Regions from separate parts of the Zea mays genome. Here region 2 is linked to region 1. The links are chromatin contacts, called in public Hi-C maps. All regions are on one chromosome and are shown on one strand. The core of a region is the stretch at or near the end of the contact, and the rest is flanking DNA. Distances in the headings are between cores, read along the strand shown.

What was found. A called contact is a pair of places that touch in the nucleus more often than the background predicts.
Region 2: a Hi-C map of leaf shows a contact between it and region 1, with 5 times the contacts expected there. The contact joins the enhancer-like site here to the promoter of LOC100191697 in region 1. A contact is called at or near these places in 4 of 25 Hi-C or Micro-C datasets (ear, leaf and tassel) and 1 of 3 datasets of contacts at active chromatin or transcription factors (leaf).

The regions. Positions count from the first base shown.
Region 1 is chr7:131,298,381-131,304,889 of Zm-B73-REFERENCE-NAM-5.0, forward strand. LOC100191697 reads right to left here and starts at 2,652. Exons shown (of 8, transcript NM_001137126.1): 1 at 2,402-2,652; 2 at 1,953-2,274; 3 at 1,688-1,840; 4 at 1,189-1,533; 5 at 1,027-1,105; 6 at 831-937; 7 at 622-740; 8 at 1-275. The coding sequence starts at 2,622. The coding sequence ends at 122.
Region 2 is chr7:131,377,730-131,384,238 of Zm-B73-REFERENCE-NAM-5.0, forward strand. No RefSeq gene overlaps it. Among protein-coding and RNA genes, the nearest start is that of LOC111589797, 49 kb to the right of the region's middle. Within about 2 kb of position 2,537, at least 12 of the 20 cell types and tissues checked have an H3K27ac peak or open chromatin away from gene starts, as enhancers often do. A contact at or near this core is called in ear, leaf and tassel, where this site is marked.

The DNA.
Region 1 (6,509 bases), core at 1,402-3,901:
TTCTTCTCCTCCAACGCAATTTGATCCAGGAGGAAGAGGCGAGCAAAGAAGAATTTCAAAGGGGAAAAAAAACTTCTCTAGCTAGCTTGGGGTTAAATTCATGCCTAACTCAAGAGTCAAACTAAATAAATATCCTCTCCACATGATCGTCGTCGGTCTCACGCCCCTTTCTGTCGACCGGATTGTTTTGTCTCCATAATCTGACAGGCAAGCCGTGCTTGGGCACAGGGAACGGGCTGTACTCGACCTCGTCACTGGATCCAACGATTTGCCACCTGCAAATTTAAAAATAAAGCATGCAGAGACGCCAATCAGTGTCTCAGTGTAAGATCAGTAAACTGTCGTTATAGCAGTCGATCACCACAGTTTATATAGGAGGGAGAGCACAGCGGGGCTAGTGAAGACGTACATTTCGAGGACCCCACAGATTATGGTACAGGAGTATATACATGATCGATACAGGCATACATACAGACAGGAGGAGATTTGGAGCATGCACGGAGAGAGATCAGAGCCGGAGCCCCATGGAGAGCGGCAGCAGCCAGCCATGTGTCATCCTGGTCCACAAGCTATAGGACAAGCGGGAATATATGGAGAGGATCTGAGAGGAGATGGACGCACCTGTAGCCGGTGACCAGGTGGTGGATGAGGACGAGCATCTCGAGCTTGGCCAGCTCGTTCCCGGGGCACGCGTGCACGCCGTGCCCAAACGGCAGGAACGTGCTCGGACGCGGCGCCACCTGCATAATACGCAACGTCCGGTCAGTCACGTCGTCGTCGTCCCACAGCAACTAACGGCGGTGAGGCCCATGCTTCTGTACGTAACGTACCTGGAATCTAGAAGGGTCGAACTTGTGTGGATCCTGGAAGTAGTCCGGGCTGTGGTGGATGTTCCTGAAGAGCGGCATCACCTTCCACCCCTTGGGGATAAGGAACCCTACACGGCATAATCCGAGTCAGAATTAAGCAAAGCACTCTCGTTGCTCCTCTAGCTACTCTTCGTGGTGCGCGCACGTGCGTGCGTACCTTTGTACTCCACGTCGGCCACGGCCTCCCTGAACGTGAACGAGATGATGCTCGCCATCCTTAAGCTCTCCAAAATCACCTGGACGGGCGACGTACGGATGAAACCACAAGAAAAAAATAATAAAGAGCCAGTTTTGCGTTTCCCAGCACGCACGCTCGTACCCTATGCGTTAGCGCCATGCTCTTCGTGTGCGCCCACGCCAGCGGCTGCCTCCCGCCGCCGGTGGCCTCGCGGACCGCCGCCTGCTCCGCCCGGACGGCCTCGAGCAGCTTGGGGTGGTCGTGGAGGTACTTGACGATCCAGGTGAGCGCGCTGGCCGTCGTGTCCTGCGCCGCGAACAGCACGCCGATGACGTTGTCGGCGATCTGCTCGTCGCTCAGGAGCGGCGCGCCGTCGTCGCCCCGGGACCGCATCAGGCAGCCCAGCAGGCCGGTGCCCGCCGCCTGGGCCTGGCCACGACGCTCCCGCATGATGTCGCACAGCACGCCGTGCAGCCGCCGCCGCGCCTACGGTGTACGTACGGTACGGTGTCCAGCGATTTCGTCACATGCATGCGTGCGTGCCAGGGGCAGGGCAGTACGTACTGCCGTTGCCCGAGACGTACCGTACGTGTAATGCGTTGGATGGGTTGTGTAAATGCCGTGTCGCGTGTGTGCTCACCTGCATCGCCTTGTAATGGAGCGTCCCCGGCAGGCTGTTGGGGAAGGAGTTGTACCCCTTCTCCACGACGGAGTAATTCTTCCTCAGCTCCGCCTTGCGCCGCTCGTCCAGCCGGCCGCCGAAGATCGTCACGATGCCCACATCAAACGACAGCTGAAACGTAACAACAGAAGCAAACAATCGTATTAATTCTCAGCACCCGATTCATTCCAACATTATATAATTGGCCGCGCATGCATGCTTGACTATTATTATTATTCCTTACCGTCTTCATGGCGTGGAACGTGCTTCTGACGTGGCCGGCGTCCCAGGAAGCGAGAGTGGACCGCACGGCGGCCTCCACCTCAGGAACGAGCGCGCGCAGCGCGTCGGGGCCGAGCGCGCCCTGGACGAGCTTGCGGAGGCGGAGGTGGTAGTCGCCCTGGTGGAAGAAGAGAGCCGACGGCCCGATCATGCGCTCCTTGCTCCGCGGGTAGGTCGGCTTGAACAGGTGCGCCTGCGTCACCAGCACGAACCGCGCCGCCTCCGGGCTCGCCAGCATCACGCACGGGCAACCCAGAAGGTGCGTCTTGAAGATCTCGCCGTACCTGCACACAAGGCATGCATGGTCGTTCCGTTCGAATCATTAGCAGCTTGTGAACAAGGGGGCGGATCCAGAACGAAGGACGAACACGCTGCCCGCATGAGTAGTAGTAGTTGCCTACGGCGACTAACCTCTTCTGTTTGGAAGCGAAGAAGAAGCTGGGGTCCTGGGAGTAAAGCTGGAGGGTCTCGCCAAGGTAAGGCCAGCCCATGGAGCCAGGAGGCAGCTTCAAGGGAGCAGACCTCCCATGGCCGCCGAAGCGGCCTTTCCCCTTTTGCCAGCGAGTGTACTGGACGTAGGAGGCGATGGCTAGCAAGATGAGGATGCACACGAGGGCCAAGAAGAAGGCCATCCAACTCGCAGACTGGCCTGCGGAGTTTTCTTGCCCGGCTTGCGCTTGTGCGTTCTGTGTGTGACTGAGGGCTGCTTTATAGAGTGTGTTGGTGGGCTGGGGCGTCGGAGGAGGGAAGAAAAATCTTTCCTGGAGGGATCTTTCGAATGGTGGAGGTCGAGCGAGCGCCTTGCGTGGTATTTATACAAGGAGCGCTGCTGGCAAGTGGCAAATCTCATGCTTAAAGTCAAAGATCGACTTGCACGCGGGAGGATAAGTTCCAGACGGCTTTCTAATACTCGCTCCATTTCTTTCTAATAGATTGTTGATTTAGTTTTGTCCAATACGGACTATCAATTTTGTCGGAATTTGTAAAATTCACCATTATATAAGATTTACGTTTGAGTTACTCAAAAAATATTTTCGTAATATATAATTCGGACGTTGTTAAACAATACGAGTTTATAGGAATTCACGATAGAAAATTGCATAGTTGACTTAGGAAAAAGCTAGAAATACGACATTTATAAACATTAGAGGATATTTTGGAATCACCTAGACCTTCCACGTGCTCTCACATAGTCCTTATGTTTCTATTTTTTTATAAATTGTGGGTGTTCTTTTATATTGACCATAAAAATGAATGTAAAAATTATATTGGGTGGACATAAGAAGCAACCCTTGGGCTCTTCTTCATAAGAACATCTCATATGCACATAAGCCTTTCGTGTGTATGGTGCCAATATTAAATCGTGGTCGTCCATCACCCACCGTTTTTTGCTCCGTTTATTTTATAAATAACACCCCGACCATCCGCATCCTTCTCTATGCAATAAAGGAGAGGAATGGAACAATATAGTTCTAAGTTGGATGACAATAATTTAATATATATATACATCATGTATACCAAATACTCATATGCACCTGGCATGCTTCCATTCACCCTTCTCCATTCATCTTGCTTCAGACCTATGTACACCAAATACTCATATTCTTCGTTCTTCTCCTATTCCCTCTTCTTGTGCTCATGCAAATCTTTTATCTCCTTAGATCATCTCTGAAAGGTCGTGTAAATGGTCATGCAAAATATTGTTTTATACTGTAAATTGCTCTATTTATAGAGTAGAGTTTGAAATAGAAAATGGTATAGGTAGTCTACTGGCCGACGGTAGGGGAGGAGCTTGAACCCTACTAGATCTCACTATATTTTAGAATGTTTATGCGCGCATATATATATATATATATATATATATATATATATATATATATATATATATATATATATATATAAAGAAATATTATTCATTTTGACAATAAAAATAAGAGAATATAGAGTATGACTGCAACCTCACCAAAAATATATTTCATGTCTCACTACCTTTATTTACTTGCCCATCGGTACATTATATGGAAATCCACATTGGTCATTTTTCTCTTTTATTTGCATGAGGTTCATAGTCAAGGATGCAAAACATAAGAAATGATGAGTTGCTCCAAAGCTATCGCTCGTTGCATGTGCAAATGTTATTTATGTTGAACTATACGTGTGCAAGTGGACAATGCTAAATGAGTCGTTACTAAGCACGAGCACGACACGACTCGTAGCACTTCCGCACACACAAGCACGATTCATATAGTGCCCTTGCCATATCTAGGCCGCCATCCCAACACATCGTGTTGGCACGAGCACGACATGATTAAGTGGTCGACACGATTAGATACTTTTAATCCAAGTGGTAATCTAAAGATATGTGATTGTGAATTATGGTTTATTATGGTTTTAAATATAATAAATCCACTCTATACTATTATGATTATTCATGTTTTAAAATTATTTTTGTAATTATAAAGATGTTATAATCTTTTGAGCTCTTAGAGTGAAATAGTGTCTGGACTAGTACGGGTAATACTAGATGTTAGTGCCATATAGTATCGTGTCTAGGCCGATGACTAGGCACTACTGGCACGATATGACACGGTTATTAATAGTGCATAATAGTGTAATGCCTATTAGTGCTAATACCAGTGTCGTGGCGTGCGGTCCGTTTGGCCATCAGGAGCATATCTAATAATGGGTGGTCCAGGTAGGCCATGACATACCCTAAGCGCCCACCAGACCATCAGTCAATCGATGCCTCGAAAAAAACCTAATACCAGTGTATTTTGTGTTTGATGTTTAGACATTTTTTCTTCAAACAATGCATGTTTAGACATTTTATATTATATTTGCATTCTAATATACGCGCTTATTGTAATGTGCACGCTTATGGACTTAAATGCTAAACCTATATTGCCATATGCTATTCTTATCTTTATATTTTGAATTGTATACCAAATTATTATAAATTATACTAAAGTATTTATGAAATTCTTATGATACACCTCACTAAAAATTCTAGCAAAACGCCACTGTTGGCCATCTATATGTTGGTTGTTGAACTGCGTTGAACTTGCTGAGAGATATAACTTCTAAATTAAATTAAAAACTCTGTTATTAGATTGATACTCTAGAGTACTCACTTATGATTACAATTTTATATCGTATAATGAAACACTAGAAAAACGCCTTGCTTCTAGAAAAGATGGGCCGGAGTACGTAGCTAGTCATACAAAACTTTGAAGCAAATTAAATATCCTTAGTTGCTATCTATCAACGCAGAAGATGAATTAGAGCTTATGCTAAGATGTCATGTCAGTGACATATCACTGTTTAGTACCATTGGAAAATGAATTCTAGTGAAGATATTATATGCACGCAGATCATATTGCTGTCTAGTGAATAAAAAGTTCATATTGGACGCCGAATTGTAGTCATGTTTTTTTCGTGCTCCTTAGTCAAAAATAAAAACCATACTGGCATACTTAAGTTCTGTTAGATTTGAAAATTCACTTAGATCACTTTCTTCTTCTTTTTGCAGAGGTTGATATATAGTTAAAGATGCACGAAAAAAATAAATAATGAATTGCTTGAGAGCTACCACTAGTCGCACATATGTCGTTGTTTATGCTGAACACCATAGACGAACGTGTTGAGATATATACCTACAAAATCATTTTGGAGAATCGTGTTTTAGATTCATATTTCAAAGTACTCATTTGATATAGTTTTGTTTTGTACCATACAAATGAAATACTATAGAGCAATCGTTGATCAAAGGCTTGTCCTAACTGAAGGAAAAATGCCTAGCTTGTGATAGAAAATGAGTGAGCACATAGCTGTCGTCCAAACTCTGAAGAAAATATCCTTACATGCTAACCGTAATGAAGTTAAATTAGTGCTTATGCTAATAAGAGGTACAGTGACAGTGCTTATGCTAAGAGGTAAGTGTCACTGTGTGGTGGCATTGGACACTGGATTATAGTGAAGTTGTTACATATACATTAAAAAGCTCATGCACCGTACTTGAGGAGTTGTGTTTTTTGTGCTCCTAAATCAAAATAAAAAAACCATGCATACTTGAGAAAGGAGAAGAGAAAATTGCACAAAGACCATTAAGTTTTCAGTTTCACACATACAAGGTCAATGCTTGAACTAATTTTGTTTTCACCACACCTATTTCCACAATATGTTTATCATACAATGGCATATAAGTCCAGTCATGGGTATAAAGATTTTGACTAGAATAGGGATGGTACTCAAGGGCTGAGTTGTATTCTTGGAGCAGTATGACATGCCATGTTATAATCTAGACTAGAGTCGACTATGACGACGACCTAATAGAGACTTACCTAACAAGAGTATGTATATGATATCAAATGGATTGGGATCAAATCCTAGCCCCTGTACAAAGGGACGATGTATGTAACACTCATGTATGTATGGTGGAATTCTGCCCTATACAAAATTCCATATCTTATCTCTGCTGACCAATGCAAAAATTAAGCAAACAAATTGCAGTTGTACACAG
Region 2 (6,509 bases), core at 1,287-3,786, 79 kb after region 1:
CAAGCTATTCATTTTGCTTTAATATGAAATGATTTTTACTCTATACGCATTATAGCTACAACATTTCGAACAACTGGTTTTAATACGAAGAGAATAACTCACTAATACACAGAATCTCTATAGAGGTGGTTTTGGTGCTATTTGCACTGACGTTTTTTTGTACCTCTGGTGCTAGGGGCCAGCGGAAATCAATATTTGCACTGACAGTTATTTTGGAATTGCCAGTGAATATGCTATTTTCACTGGTGGTTCTCTTAAAGCAATCGTCGGTGTAAATACCATTTTCACAGGTGGTTTTCTTTATTTAGTCGCGAGTGGTAGCTTTTCTGTCTTTTTTCAAATTTTCAAACAAAACTGAATTTTATATACATTTACACACACATATATATAATATATATTGATATCGAAAGCAACATGGAAATAAATTCTAAATGTACATCAAAGTCTTGTGTTTACAACCATATATGCGTCACACATTCTATACATCAAAGTTTTCACCTAAACTATAATAACTATCTCAGCTAAGATTTAGTCTACTAATTTATGTTAGTATTCTAAACTCTCGCCTAGCTAAGGTATTGGTACCATCGTGATATTTTCCTTCAAGAGGAATGACCTCTCTCAATAGGAATGTACATATCTCCTCAATTATACTGCACAATGCACCTTCAGTCATGTGCTCTGTCTTTCCTCGTCGAAATTTATAAACATCATATATTTACACTCAATAATACATTTGCATCTTTAATAATATAAATACATACATGACTATTACTAATAATATCAATCTAGAGTTCGTGATATAGCGTCCGTTCGTGATATATCTTCCGTTGTCTCACATGAACTCGCACAGAAAACCGCCAGTAAAAAGAAAACCCCACCTTAAACTTAGAAATGTTTTTTACTAGTGGCTTGTAAGCTTTAATCCCCGAAAGGCAAAAGCTATATATAGGTGAGACAATCTTCCAAAACAATAGTCAGGGATCTTGCCCGTAACTTATTCGAACTCTAAATTTTGTAGGAAACATGTGAAAAAATCCATATTTCTCCCATTATATCAAAAGGTTTTTACGCATGTGTCTAGCCGAGTTAGTTGCTTTAGGAGGTCCCTAATTTGACTCGATGTAAGAGCGAACGATAGAATTAAGTTTTTCAGCGCATGTACAATTTTAAAGGTGCCGTTGTATACGTGTTTGGTTGGATGTATAAAAGGAGATGAAAGGAGGCGGCCACATTTTATATGGTGTTTGGATGAAGATCACGCGGGAGTGAAATGAACACTAGAGCAATTTTCGGAAGCGGCGTGATTCTAAAAATCGAACGGATGGTGTCGCCCCCTGCCCCTGTCGCGGTCCCGAAAACTAGGATGGCTGCCCCCGTCCCTCGAGCAGTGATAGGTGACCGCCATCCAAACAAAAAATGGGACCATCCAAGTTTGTCCCTCTACTAAAAAAGTGGTGACTCTTAGAGATGTCCATGCTCCGAATCAGAGACGACTCTATCTTATCCTACTTTGATCTCAAACCACACGTGTTGAATAGAAATCCAGACTATGCTATCTACCTGAGAAGATTATCTTCTATATATCTTACACGGAATATTTGAAGGCTGTCTTAGTCCGCAAGTCGAGTTCTTCTATTCAGAATCCAGCCTCGCCATTTCCGTGGATCAAGTTTTAGTCTCTTACACTACCTATGTACCAATGCTTTCGATGATTAGGCTAATGACAGTGGCTATTTTATAACACTCTTTTCAACATTGCCATATCATCAAGAGTGTCATGAAACTAAGAACGAAACAATATCTCTAAATACAAAATTTTACTTCACTATTTTATAGACTAACATACCAATTAAATGTTACAACTAAACATCCAATAAAAATTAGTAAAATATGTGAAGATGAAACAAATCACTCTCAATAGAGATTTCACACGATTTCCATGGCCTTGTAACGGGTTCATATGATTTCATCCCTATGAAACCAATTTCATCCCATAAAACTTATTTATCTTAAATATTATGTCATATCATCTAAAATAGTGATATGACATACTATTAAATATACATGAAACCATCATAAAACTGCCATTGTAAATAGCCGACAGTAAACTAGCTAGTACGCTCGAGCTTGGTCGGCTTTGATACGATGATGATCGCTCTCGTTCTGCGTGCTTATGATCTCGCATTGTTACAAATTAACGTAACTGACTGAATAATCTACTCCGCCCCAGCATCGATCAAGAGAATACAATATATATAGACTGATCGGGTACAGTAACTACTTTCTCCAGAAAGCTCAGTGCACAGCACCTGAGATTCGAGTATTCGACCGCGCCGCGGCATGCATGGACACGGGTGTGAGATGAGATGACATGATATTTACGTGCGCTGATCGGCGTGACCGACCTCGACGTGACCCTTTCAGGCCGTGTTGGCCCTTAGCTGGAAGAAGTGCCCTCCCATGCATGCAGCCCGCGTGCGCGCGCCATGTAGCCAACAGTAACTCGGCCAGCACACCAGGGTGGTGTTCGTGTTCCACCAGTCGCTCCCGATCGACGTCGCTGTCGCAGGGATTCGCTCGGTCGGAGGCCGCTTGAGAGGTTGCTCTAGAACCGGCCGCCGTCGATCTCTCGGAATCCATTGGGGCCCACGGGACGGCGGCAAGGCCTCCTGGCCACACCTCAGCGGCGTAAGTGTGCCGGTGGAGGCCGTGTGATCGCCATGGCAACTGGTGGGTGTCCCGCGCGCCTCGGCGTCAGGTCGGCCAGCCAGCCCCGCGCGCGGCCACATGAACGACCGCGACAACACCAGACGACGTCACAATCAGCCGGAGCACGACCTCATGTCACGCTGACGCGCGCGCACCCGCCGGGATCAACCCGGCCGATCCGCCGGTCCGCCATCTTGCCCCCCAGAGCTATCCGATCCGTCCGCAGTGCAACTTGAAGCCGCGCCCGGCCGGAGAGGACAGAGGAGTGGCCACGGCCGCGCTACGGTCCACCGACCAAGCCGCGGGGATTGCGTCAAGCTTCGCGACGGCGGCAGCCCGGGCCCCATGTCGGCGCCTGGAGGACCGCCGGATGGGCCTCAGCGTCGCCGTCCGCGTGTTCCAGCGGGCGCCGGCCGGCCGTCCCGGTCGCGGCGCAGGCCATATACAGTTTCGCTCCGAAATAGACCTTTTCGCGCGCCTCGTGCTCGTCAGGTGATGACATGCGCTGCAACTGTGCAAGCTACCCAATGGCGTGAACGTGACGGTGGCGGAACAGTTTCGTGATCGGGGATGAGCATCCGGCGGGCACCGACCTCGTTGCAAGTTGCCAAGTTGGTACGATTCAAACTGTCCATATGACTCGATGGGCATGTTTGGTTCACTTTTTTTATGAGATTTTATGAGAATCTGGTTATTACTTATGAGGAGATTTTGGTTGTGCTTAGAATCTAAGTACCGTGGAGATTACATGCGGATGGAGATAAAAGAGTTCATAGAATTTAAGATGTAGAAAGTGATAATTTCCTAAAAAGCACAATAAAGTATGAACATTTAAATTAAAGGTCGTTTAGATGTATCTTTCTCGTCCATAAAGATTTGATTATATCCGGCATTATCATCAAAGGCAACGTATCAGGTGGAAACTCAACAACCGGTGCAACCATGTAAACTTGAAATAGGAAGCTTCAATGTTCCATCTAATGGCTAGAGCAAAAGGTAGGAAAAGTTTTACACTATACCACCCTAGCATCAACTTTGTTTACAAATAGGCCTATCACTAATCATAACCTGTCCTGTTGGTGCGGATGCTACTGGATGGAGGCGCAACTCCCCACGCCCGCGGCCGAGACGCGATGACTGCCGCACCTCGACGACGCCGATGACCGGGGTTCCTTCTCCTCCTGCAACCACCATCAGCACCCAACTCCCCAGCCACCGCCCAAGATCCTCCTCGCCAAGCCGCCGCCGTTGTCTGCCTCCTAATCCTGATGAGTAACTTTGTTTGGGCAGTTGCGTGCATCATGTTCACCTTTTTTCTTACAGTTCCCACACACACGTTTAGTTCTCCCATTGATCTCCTTGCTCTTTTTTATTCTTTTGCATCTCCCCTTCGACTTGATATCATTTGGCGGATGTATTTCAACTTCATTTGGAATTTTAGTACCAATGAAAGCTTCATATTCATCCTGTTTAGTAATGGTTGTAGTTGGGACAATCTTCTGGAGAGGATCTTGTATGTTGGATAAACTAGAAAATAAAAATTCAATGCCTGGTTCAGATTGCTTGGCCATTTGGATAAGATTTTCAAACTTATTGCGTACATCTGAGATCTTTTTCCTCATTACCACCTCCATACGATGTTCAGGTTTTTTATCTAGTAGGTTACCCTCTTCGTCAAAGAATTGTTCCCTACAAATTAAAGTTTTGATTAAAAAACAATCTGAAACATCAATAAATAAATAAATATATATATATAAACAATAGTTACAATACATACCTGGTACACCTTTTCTCCCATCTTTTCATGATATAAACCAAAGGTATATCATTTAGCTTCTCAGTGCGGATCACTTGAATTATATGACAGCATGGAATGCCATATGACTCAAATAATTTACATGAGCACTTACTAAACATGTTTGACTTGTTCAAATAGACCACTCGATCTTTTCCAGAAAAGCTACTTATGGTGACAATTTTTGTCTCTTCATTTTCTGTAATGTTTTGAACAAAACATTGGTCTCTAGCAACTGCCACTTGGGATTGAAATTTTTCAAAAACTGCATTAGTATATATCAAACTGCATTGCTTTTCCATGAACCAGGGAGTTGCTAATTTAGGAGTAGTATGTAGTGTTTTATTATCAGCTTTTAATTCCTCTTGGCGCTGACACTCCAAAGCTGTGTCAAACCTTAGCCAAAACTCAACAAAGGACAGTTTTCGATGAATGAAGCGATTAAAAAATGAATTTGCACTCTCTGAGCGTGATGTAGTCCTGAGGATTCCTGCTAGAGGTATGTCCATAAAGTATGCCGGAATCCACGATTCACGAATCAAAAACCTTGTGGAGAACCATTCATTTTCAGTGAGTTGAAAATCAGTGATGATAGAAGTCCACTGAGTCACAAAATCCTCAGTAGTTTCGGATCCCCAAACACATGAGTTCAGTCTTTTCCAGAACTCTTCATCCTCTCTTATAGATGGTCCGACCTTCTCAGGTATCTTGTCCATGATATGCCACATGCAAAGTCTATGAGTTGTTTCTGGTAAAATCATACCAATAGCAGCCTTCATACTCGCATCTTCATCAGTTATAATTAATTGAGGTGTTGCTCCACCCATGGCTTTAAGAAAGGTCTTGAATAGCCATACATATGATTCGATCTTTTCATTAGACAGGAATGCTGCTCCTAGAAAAACACTTTGCAAGTGATGATTGACTCCCGTGAATGGCACAAAGATCATGTTATATTGATTAGTGGTATAAGTTGAATCGAGAGAGACCACATCCCCAAAAAGTTTATAATTTTTCCTGCTCGTTGCATCAGCCCAAAACACACGTATCAACCTTCCTTGTTCATCCACCTCAAATTCATAAAAAAAGCATAATTGACTTCCTTCTTTCGCTCAAGTTGAGCCACAAACATCTGGGCATCTGCATCTTTGATTTTTGATCTAAGGTCACGATAATAGTTTTTCAAATCCCTTAGCGTACACCCAACATTCTGAAAACCTCCCTCACTGACATGAAGAAGTCTATATGCTTGTGAGGTGCCAATGCTAGCTTTGTGACAATTAAATAAAGTACTCTTCACCCTCTCATTAACATGGCAGTTGGATCTGAGCAAATGCCTCTTATTTGGAGAGACAAGACCATGGTTGTGTTCCTCAACAATAGAAGAAATTCGATACTTTCTGTCGGTATCAAATTTGACAACAATGTGTGCGTCACAACCACACCTAGTTTCCATTACATTATGCGTCTTTCTCTTTTTTTTTGGATTGAGCAATAACTGTTCCGTCTTTCACCTTTCTGTAACCTTCCCTTGAGCAATAGTATCGCTTCATTAATATTTCCTCGTGTTGCTTCTTATGCTGCCCAATACGAACAGAGAATCCAGACTCATGTGCGTATGATTTGTAAAATTTCTCTACATCATCAACGCTATCAAATGACATTCCCACCACAGGTTTTATACTTTCTTGACACTCAGGTACAGACGATGAGCACTATAATAACATTAAATGGAATTATTGATCGTAAATCAAAATACAATACATATGTTCTCTTTGGTTGATTATGTGGAGACTTACACTGGGTGGTAAAGTTGACTTGTAATTAGGGGATACTGGCAGCGGCATGTGGACATCGGTGGCACAAGTTGCAATAGGAACAACGGATAGGGCAGCGTCAACATCGAGGTCGGAGGCCTTCACCAACAAGACATCATGAGACATAGCGTTGAGGCATGGCCACAGACGCGACAAGGTAGAATAAGAAATATAGAGCGAGAGAG